Regions from separate parts of the Zea mays genome. Here region 2 is linked to region 1. Evidence: chromatin contacts called from public Hi-C data. All regions are on one chromosome and are shown on one strand. The core of a region is the stretch at or near the end of the contact, and the rest is flanking DNA. Distances in the headings are between cores, read along the strand shown.

What was found. A called contact is a pair of places that touch in the nucleus more often than the background predicts.
Region 2: a Hi-C map of leaf shows a contact between it and region 1, with 4 times the contacts expected there. The contact joins the promoter of LOC103641142 here to the enhancer-like site in region 1. A contact is called at or near these places in 4 of 25 Hi-C or Micro-C datasets (bundle sheath, endosperm, leaf and 1 more).

The regions. Positions count from the first base shown.
Region 1 is chr10:63,974,510-63,978,813 of Zm-B73-REFERENCE-NAM-5.0, forward strand. No RefSeq gene overlaps it. Among protein-coding and RNA genes, the nearest start is that of LOC109943106, 110 kb to the left of the region's middle. Within about 2 kb of position 1,837, at least 17 of the 20 cell types and tissues checked have an H3K27ac peak or open chromatin away from gene starts, as enhancers often do. A contact at or near this core is called in bundle sheath, leaf and tassel, where this site is marked.
Region 2 is chr10:64,156,826-64,161,129 of Zm-B73-REFERENCE-NAM-5.0, forward strand. LOC103641142 (probable LRR receptor-like serine/threonine-protein kinase At1g56130) reads left to right here and starts at 2,006. Exons shown (of 25, transcript XM_008664510.3): 1 at 2,006-2,096; 2 at 2,246-2,396; 3 at 2,673-2,859; 4 at 3,112-3,183; 5 at 3,349-3,417; 6 at 3,511-3,582. The coding sequence starts at 2,270.

The sequences.
Region 1 (4,304 bases), core at 587-3,086:
AATCCGAATTAGGCTTCCTTCCCCTTAAGTGTGTGACCCTATAGGTTCACGTACAAATAGACATAGTCCGAGTACTCTTACTTGGCCCAATAATTGACAGCGGCCTCTAGCAAGACATGTCAACTCCTATGTGTACGTAAAGATCATATCAGACGAACCATTGCGACATTAAGTACATGCTGTTCCCTTTGTCTCACGATATTTGGTCTGGCTCTAAGCTGACCTCTCTTTCTCGATACTGTGAATTGGAATCCTTTCAATGGTTAACTCTTAACCCTAGCACGGCCATGCATTTCTTGATCCAATCACTCGAGGGGCCCAGAGATATCTCTCTCACAAAGAGAGGGACAAATTCCATCTTGACTGACCATGCCTCATAGCATGCTTCCTGACAAACCCAAAACTACCTTTATAACTACCCAGTTACGAGATAGCGTTTGATAGTCCCTAAGTAAGTCAATTCACATCTTGAGAACATGCGACAATCTCAGGTCTAAGGATACAGTATTCATGTTGCAAGAAGAGAACTATATTACAATATCTCACGTTGGGTCGGTCCAGCCTCATGTCATACATGCGCCCACATTATTAATTTAACATCTCCATGTTCATGACTTGTGAAATGTAGTCATCTACTAATACATGTGCTAGTCATCGACTCTGACTAGGGACATCATTTAGAATAACCATATAAGTAAAGAATCTCACAAACAATTCACATAATTGCTAATCAATACAAGGTGCCTTCCATGGATATTCAATTAAGCAATATATATATATCATGGATACAAAGAAATATGCTCATCTCTATGATTATCTCTAGGGCATATTTCTAACATCCACCACCACCCACCAACTCCACCAAGATACATAAATATATATATATTACTATTTGTAAGACCTAAATGTTACTTTAGTTAGTAGTTAGGATAAAGTCTAATTGACCCTACGTGGTGCTAATAAGTTACGCATCATGCCGAAATTTTTGTTTGTGCATATGTTCTAAGACAATATGGTTATACATCCCTTTTCTTACAAATCTCGAGGACGAGATTTCTGTTAAGGGGGTAGGATTTGTAAAGCCCAAAATTTGTAGAGAAAAAATAAAGAAATAAAATAGTAAGGTGAGATACTCCATTGATTTGTTCTCCTCATAAATTTATACATACTCTTAAAACAATCAAGAAACACTTAAATGGAAATATACATTACCTTCTTTCAAAATAATTAGATAACGAATATTTATTATTGAAGTAACTTTTAATCCTTATCCCATATTCAAAATGCTATTTTTCTAAAAAGAAAGAAACAATATGAGTGTGTTTCATATTTCCAACATCTACCAAACGAATAAATTAATTAAAATAAATATATCTCTATTGCATCATAAGTGATTTTGAGTATGTATCAAAAATTTGAATTCTTAAACTTTATCTTGGATTTGAATTTGAAATTTGTAAATCAAAAAGGGAATGGAAAATAGAAGATGAGAAAGGAAATTGTAATAATCATTTATTACTCCTAGAATTAAATAATGGTTATGAGAACAAATAATAACATTACATTTAGTGGGATTTGTAATCACAATAGGACTATGTGGAGATTTGAAATTCGAAATTTAAAACAAGGATTTGAAATTGGTTGGATGTTTCAAATTGGAAAAGGGAAAGAAATAGGAAATAAAAAGTAATAAAAAAGGAAAAACTCACCTGGGCCGGATCTACCTCTCTCGGCCCACTGCCTCCTGCGCCCTCGCTCACTGGTGGGCAGGGCCCACCTGTTAGGCCCTCATCAGGGATGCGTGGCTGTGCGGGGTCGCTGCGGGCGGTCCCACGCGTCAGTCTGCGTGAGCGGGCGCGCTTCCTTGTCACCGACGTGTGGACCACGACTGCTCCTTGCATGCAACCGACTGACGCAAATGCCTCTACTCTCGCGGTGGACTTCCCCGGCGTCACTTCTTAGGTGGGCCCCACCCATCAGAGCCATCTCCTCCCTCGCGCGTGTTATAACAGAATTCCGCGCAAGGTCAGGGAAAGATCCCTATTCCGCTGGAACCCACGCATGTAGGACCTCCTCCTTTGCCTTGCAGCAAGCTCTACGCGTGCCGTAACCACCTCCGTCAGGAGCGCCTTGGGTGGTTACAAGTTTGTGGCCTCCACTTGCTTCGTATAGCACCATAGTCACCCCATTGCTATAAGCCACGGGCTGACACCTTGAATACCCCACCGAAGACGGAGAGAAAGAGGAGAAAGAGGTAGAGAGAGAGAGGACGCCAGAGGGTGCCAATCGATCGGGCAGCACCATTGGAGCTCGAGCAGTTGCTCGCCGAGGCATAGCTCCACCGTGGAGCCACCATGAACCCTGGTCGACTCTCCAGATCCGATCCCTAACTTTGGTAAGCCCCTTGGCACATTCGCCTCATTCGTAGGATCGTGTGGCACCGATTGGATTAGAGATTAGGGATTGGGGTGCCAGCTCCACCAACTTCGGCGAACCCGCCGCCGTGGGGAGGGCCTATGCGCCGTCGTTCGGCCGCCTGGGTTGTGGGAGCATGTCTAACCGCTAATCTGGCCACCAACAGTCAGGATTGGGGCCCCGTACTGGTTCGGCCCAGCTCATCTTGGTCCTTGATCATCGGGTCAGTGGACGAAGTCTGATAGCGATGTTTTAAAATCCTGACCAGAGATTTTAGATCCAATGGCTCGTAGTGCGTACCGGTTCAATTAAGTAAGGAATAGATCTAAGAGCTCGGGTCGTGATCGGACGGTCGACCTTACCCCGTACCCCTTCGTGGCGCCAATTTTACGGATGAGCCCCTTGGCTTATTCGAAAACAACCCGTAGTCCACCCTGAAGAAAGTCTGAGTCTGTGGGACATTTGCGATATTAACCTCGGACTTTTTAGTATTTGTTGCGCTGTCCAGAGCTCGGGAAATCAAATAAATAAATTCAGAAATTGATTTTTAGTACGCAAATAATTCCAGAAACTTGTATAATTAATATTAAATTCATTTTAACTCCAAATTGATCCATTCCAGTGACATTAATTTTGTAATAAAATTGTCTACCAATTAGTAGCTCTGTTTAGTCATGAAACTTGAATTAAAATTATTCACTTGAGTTATTTTATTCTAGTTACTAAATGACTTTAGAAATTCATAATTAAATAATCATAATAAAATTGCATTAGCTTCATAATAAAATTGCTCAGGCATTAGTGATATTGTTTTGTCATGTTCTTAAAATAATTAAATACATATACTTATAGGGTTAACTGTCCTAGCCCAAGGAAAAGAGGTATTTTAATTTTGTTCCTCTGAAATTGACTAAAGTATGATCTTTAAGTGGATTATAAATTAGATTAAAACTTGAGTTAGTTATCCCTTTAATATCCTTACTCATATAGTTTACATAATCAACATAGAATATAGTTTTACATACTTTAATCATGAAGATCTTCCATAAATCATAACTCCTTAACCGTTACTTCGAATTTAGCAATTCTTGTTCCCGCGATCTCGTAGCAACGCGTAGATCATTATTATGCAATTTATTCTTATGTTTGGTGGGATGTTAATTTTGTCTATACCATTTGTTTGTATTGCTATGACTAGCGCGAGGTCACGAGTCACCTAAAGGTCATCCTGGTACCTGCAATCTCAAGTCCCAAGCAAGTTGTGCCCTTGATCACTTTTATTACCCAATAATGTTCTTTATTATCACTTACTCATGCATAGGCTTAATTTTGTTGGGACCCAATAGGTCACCCTAGTTTGGTTATCTTTTTACCTTGTTCACCCCTGAATTATTTGGGTAGTTTTGCTATTGCTCTATATGGTTTTGGAATTAATATTACATTATGTCCATGTTCCAATTATTTTGTTATTTTATTTATTGTCCATGTCAAAATCATTATTTTTAATTGGAACATGGAGCTTAACTTGAGAAACACGTGCTACCACAAGGGTGGAATGGGACGCCCTTGGCTGACTAACTAGGAAAGCTAGTGGAGGACTACCTTACCCAATAGGGGCAAGGGCAGTAGGGGAGTAGGCGTGTAGGGAGGTTCCCAGGTTGATTTTGCTGCGATGGTGGCCATACAGGGGATTCCTGCATTGCTGTTCCTAGAAACTGTAGCGTGTTTTCTGAAGCTAGTGGAACTTTGTAAAAGCCTCGTAGTGGATCCCTAGCCATTCACCTTGGAAGTGTCTAAGGGCCTTGCAGACCCTGACGACATGGAATACACGACTTGTGGGTACAGGGTACAACCTCTGCAAAGTGTAAAACTAATATACTAGCCGTGCT
Region 2 (4,304 bases), core at 756-3,255, 180 kb after region 1:
GCGGGCGGACGGGCGGGCGGACGGGCGGGCGCCGGCGAGGGCGCGGGCGCCGGCGAGGGAGGCCGCGGCGGGCGCGGGCGCGGGCGCTGGCGAGGGCGGCCGCGGCGGGCACGGCGGGCGGCGGCCGCGGCGGGCACGGCGGGCGGCGGCCGCGGCGGGCGCTGGCGTGGGCGGACGCGGCCGGCGACGGCACGGCGGGCGGCGAGCCGGCGATGGCGCGGAGCGGCGGCGGGCGCGCAGGGAGAAAGAAGGAGAAAGGAGAAAGAAGAAAGAAGAAAGGAGAAAGAAGGAAGCCGCGGGCGAGTATATTCGCCTTCTTTGCCGAGTGCCCGTGATCTGGCACTCGGCAAAGTTTTTTTTAATTTTTAAAATAAACTTTGCCGAGTGCCAGATCAGTGGCACTCGGTAAAGGATCCTTTGCCGAGTGTCTACCATCTGACACTCGGCAAATATTACCTTACACATCTTTGCCGAGTGCCACCCTGGGGGGCACTCGGCAAAGAAGTCTTTGTCGAGTGTCTTCCTTGGACACTCGGCAAAGTACATTTTTTTTTTATTTTGCCAACCAAAATTTTTGTGGTATGTTCCTACACTATGTAGACCTACATGTACCATTTTGGGACAATTATAACAGTGTTTTCTATAGCTAGTACATTTAGTTTGTTTATTTGAATTTCTTCGGAAAAATCAGATTTGAACTGCAGGTCACTCGAAACTTGGAAAACCGTGAATGCAAAAATGATATCCATGCTACATAGCACAAGTTACGACCGATTTCAGGAGCGGTCCGGAAACTTCGAGCACCATGCTCACTCAACATGGCCGTGAACTTGCCATACAACTGTTTAAAAAATTTATAAAACACAAACAAACTTAGAAAATCATGAAACTTGTCCACATGTCATGATATCATATGTAGAGTCTGTGATAAAAAATTTAGAATGTTTGGAGAAAGTTGTGAGACACTATGTGTAGAAACCTAAGAGAACCACACATGAAATCATAGAGTTTCAATGTGGATCTCTTAGGTTTGTACACATAGTGCGTTACAGCTTTCTCGAAACTTTTTCAAATTTTTATCACAGCCTCTACATATGATATCATGACACGTGGACAGGGTTCATGATTTTCTGACTTTGTTTCTGTTTTATACAATTTTTAAACACCTGGATGGCAAGTTTACGGTCATGTTGAGTGAGCATGGTGCTCGAAGTTTCCGGTTCGCTCCTGAAATCGGTCGTAACTTGTGCTATGTAGCATGGATATCATTTTTGCATTCACGGTTTTCCAAGTTTCGAGTGACCTGCAGTTCAAATCTGAATTTTCCGAAGAAATTCAAATAAACAAACTAAATGTACTAGCTATAGAAAAAACTGTTATAATTGTCCCAAAATGGTACATGTAGGTCTACATAGTGTAGAAACATACCACAAAAATTTTGGTGACCAAAATAAAAAAAATTAAAATATGCTTTGCCGAGTGTCTACAGAGGACACTCGACAAAAACTATGTTTGCCGAGTGCCCGATATTTGACACTCGGCAAAGACTGACGGCCGTCAGTTGTAGACGGCCGCTAACGGCCCTTTGCCGAGAGCCATGTTTGCCGAGTGCTTGACCCTCGGCAAAGAAGTCTTTGTCGAGTGCTCGGCTGTGCCGAGTGTCCTACACTCGGTAAACTAGCTCTTTACCGAGCGCAGGACGTTGCCGAGTGCGGCACTCGGTAAAGCCGGATTTGCCGAGTGCCCGATAAAAAGCACTCGGCAAAGCCACCGGCACTCGGCAAAGGCGCGAATTCCGGTAGATATACTAATATCTTTTGTAGAGATCTTCACATTAAAACCTGCACTGAAGCTAGCGTCGTCAATACCAGTTCTAAATTAACCGTAACAAAAAAATTGTTGGACTGAAGCTGCATACTCCGGTAGTGTTGCATCACCTATCGACCGAATTCACCCCATGCAACTATCAATTAAAATCGCATGCATCAAGGAGAGCACGAGATTAACAGTTGGTCAATGTTCAAAGTCGCTGCTGGCTCTGCAAGGATAGGAACGTAGTACACAAAAAGTACTGCCGTCGCTATCGCTCTCGAGTGGTATGTATGAACCTGCTGACAGGGAGACGACAATCAGATGCGCGAAGGAAGAGAACACAACGCACGCCGCTGCTAGTCAGCTTTCTGCATGATGGTGATTGCTGATATTTTGATCCTTAAATAAACACCTTTTATTTGCTTCTCTGCAGAGAACGAACGAGGGAGCGAGCGAGATGGATATGGCAGGCCGCAGCAGGTGCAGGTGCAGCAGCCATGGACGACTCCTCTGGCTGCTTCTCGCGTGCTCGTGGGTGGCAGCCGCGAGAGGCCAGCAAACAGCACGGACTGATCCAGCCGAAGGTACGTACGTATATAAATGTGCATGTCGGCGTGTAGTCTCTCCAAGACCTATATATATTGGCAGCTAGCCCCTCGCGCGTGTAAATCTCATACTCTAGTAGTAGTAGTGCTTGCAGAAACCACATCTGATATCTCCCACACAAATTTCTTGTGCAAGCTAAGTGAAATCCTACATGTATATGATGTGTTTTTTTTTGGACGGACGCAAAATTTTCATTCGTGCGCAAAGCATATATTATATACTATATTTTTTTCCGTATGCGTGCAATTGTGCAGCGGCGGCACTGAGCACGATCCTGGGGCGATGGGGGCTGAAGGCGTCGCCGGGGTGGAACATCAGCGGCGAGCTCTGCAGCGGCGTCGCCGTCGACGACACCGACGTCGACAACAGCCCCACCATCAACCCGAGCATCAAGTGCGACTGCTCCTACGACGACAACACCGTTTGTCACATCACCAAACTGTAGGCTCTTCCTCACTTCCGATCCTCATCCTCATCCTCTCCGGCTCTCCCCCTCCCGGACCACCCGCGTCGATCTGCCACCGGAGCTCACCCACCGTCTGCTCGACGAAACGCCTGAGCGGGGCTTAATTGTTACGTTATTGACTTTGGCACTGGAGAAACGTTTTTCCCATATAGACGCTCCTTGTATTTCAACCTATATATGTATGAGATGATGTCTCGATCGCTTTGACATGTTATTTGCTTCTGCAGGAGAGTGTATGGCTTGAATGTTGTCGGCCAGATACCAGCCGAGCTGGAGAACCTCACCTATCTCAGTAACCTGTATGGCATCTAACTTGTATATATTCTCAAGTTTCTTTTTTTTTCTGAATAAAGCACTCCCAACAATTATTCACAGTAATGCCCCCATATTTGTCTACCAAGAATCAGTTAACACTGCTACTTTTTATCTGGCTAACTGGCCTGGTGGCTTTGATGATGTTTCAGGAACCTGATGCAGAATTATTTGACAGGTCCCGTGCCTTCATTCATCGGGAAATTTCCCATGCAGTATTTGTAAGGATTATATTTCAAATCTTTCTTGTGCCTCGTTTACTAGCTAGCTACTGCTTTGTGTTAACCATACTTTTTTTTCGAAATTTTTGCAAGATCTCTGGCTATCAATCCGCTATCTGGAACACTTCCAAAGGAACTTGGGAACCTTACTGATCTTATCTCACTGTAACAGTTCTCCACTTACTTTTACTTTAGCTGATAAGTCTACTATAACTATAAAGCACGAGAACCTTACTGATTTTATCTCACTGTAACAGTTCTCCACTTACTGTTTACTTTAGCTGATAAGTCTACTATAACTATAAAGCACGAAAACCCAAGACGTTCAGCTCAAAACAAGCGACTAGCTTGTACCTAGAGCACATGTATGTTTGTGTCATATAAAGAAGATATACTATAAATACATATACTAATAATTGGGGAAAATGTAATCTTGGTTGAATAAACATCTCATTTAAGCAAAATCTACCTATACGATATATATAGAATCTGTAGCAATGTACGGGTAACTAACTAGTTATACATTAAACATGCTAACTGGTAGTATCGATGATATTACGGTAACTGGAGAGGTTGTAGGGGTAGGTGACCATTGGCTAGGGCTCGAACCTTGCCATGAGGACGCACATGCGGGAGAGAGAGAGAGCAGGAAAGGCACACAGGAGAAGCCTAGCAACAATTTTGTTGCTTTGCTTGATTTCCTCAACCATTGCTTAGGAATATTTATCCCTTCCTAATACACACCAATCTAGGAAATAAACCAATCCTTAAACTTGTCGCTAAGTGTCAACCCGGTCCATAAACTTTTAAAGTGTGCTAACCCGGTCCTTAAACGATGTTTGGGTCTCAATTACATCCAAACAGCGTTTATGGAAAAGAGAGAAGAG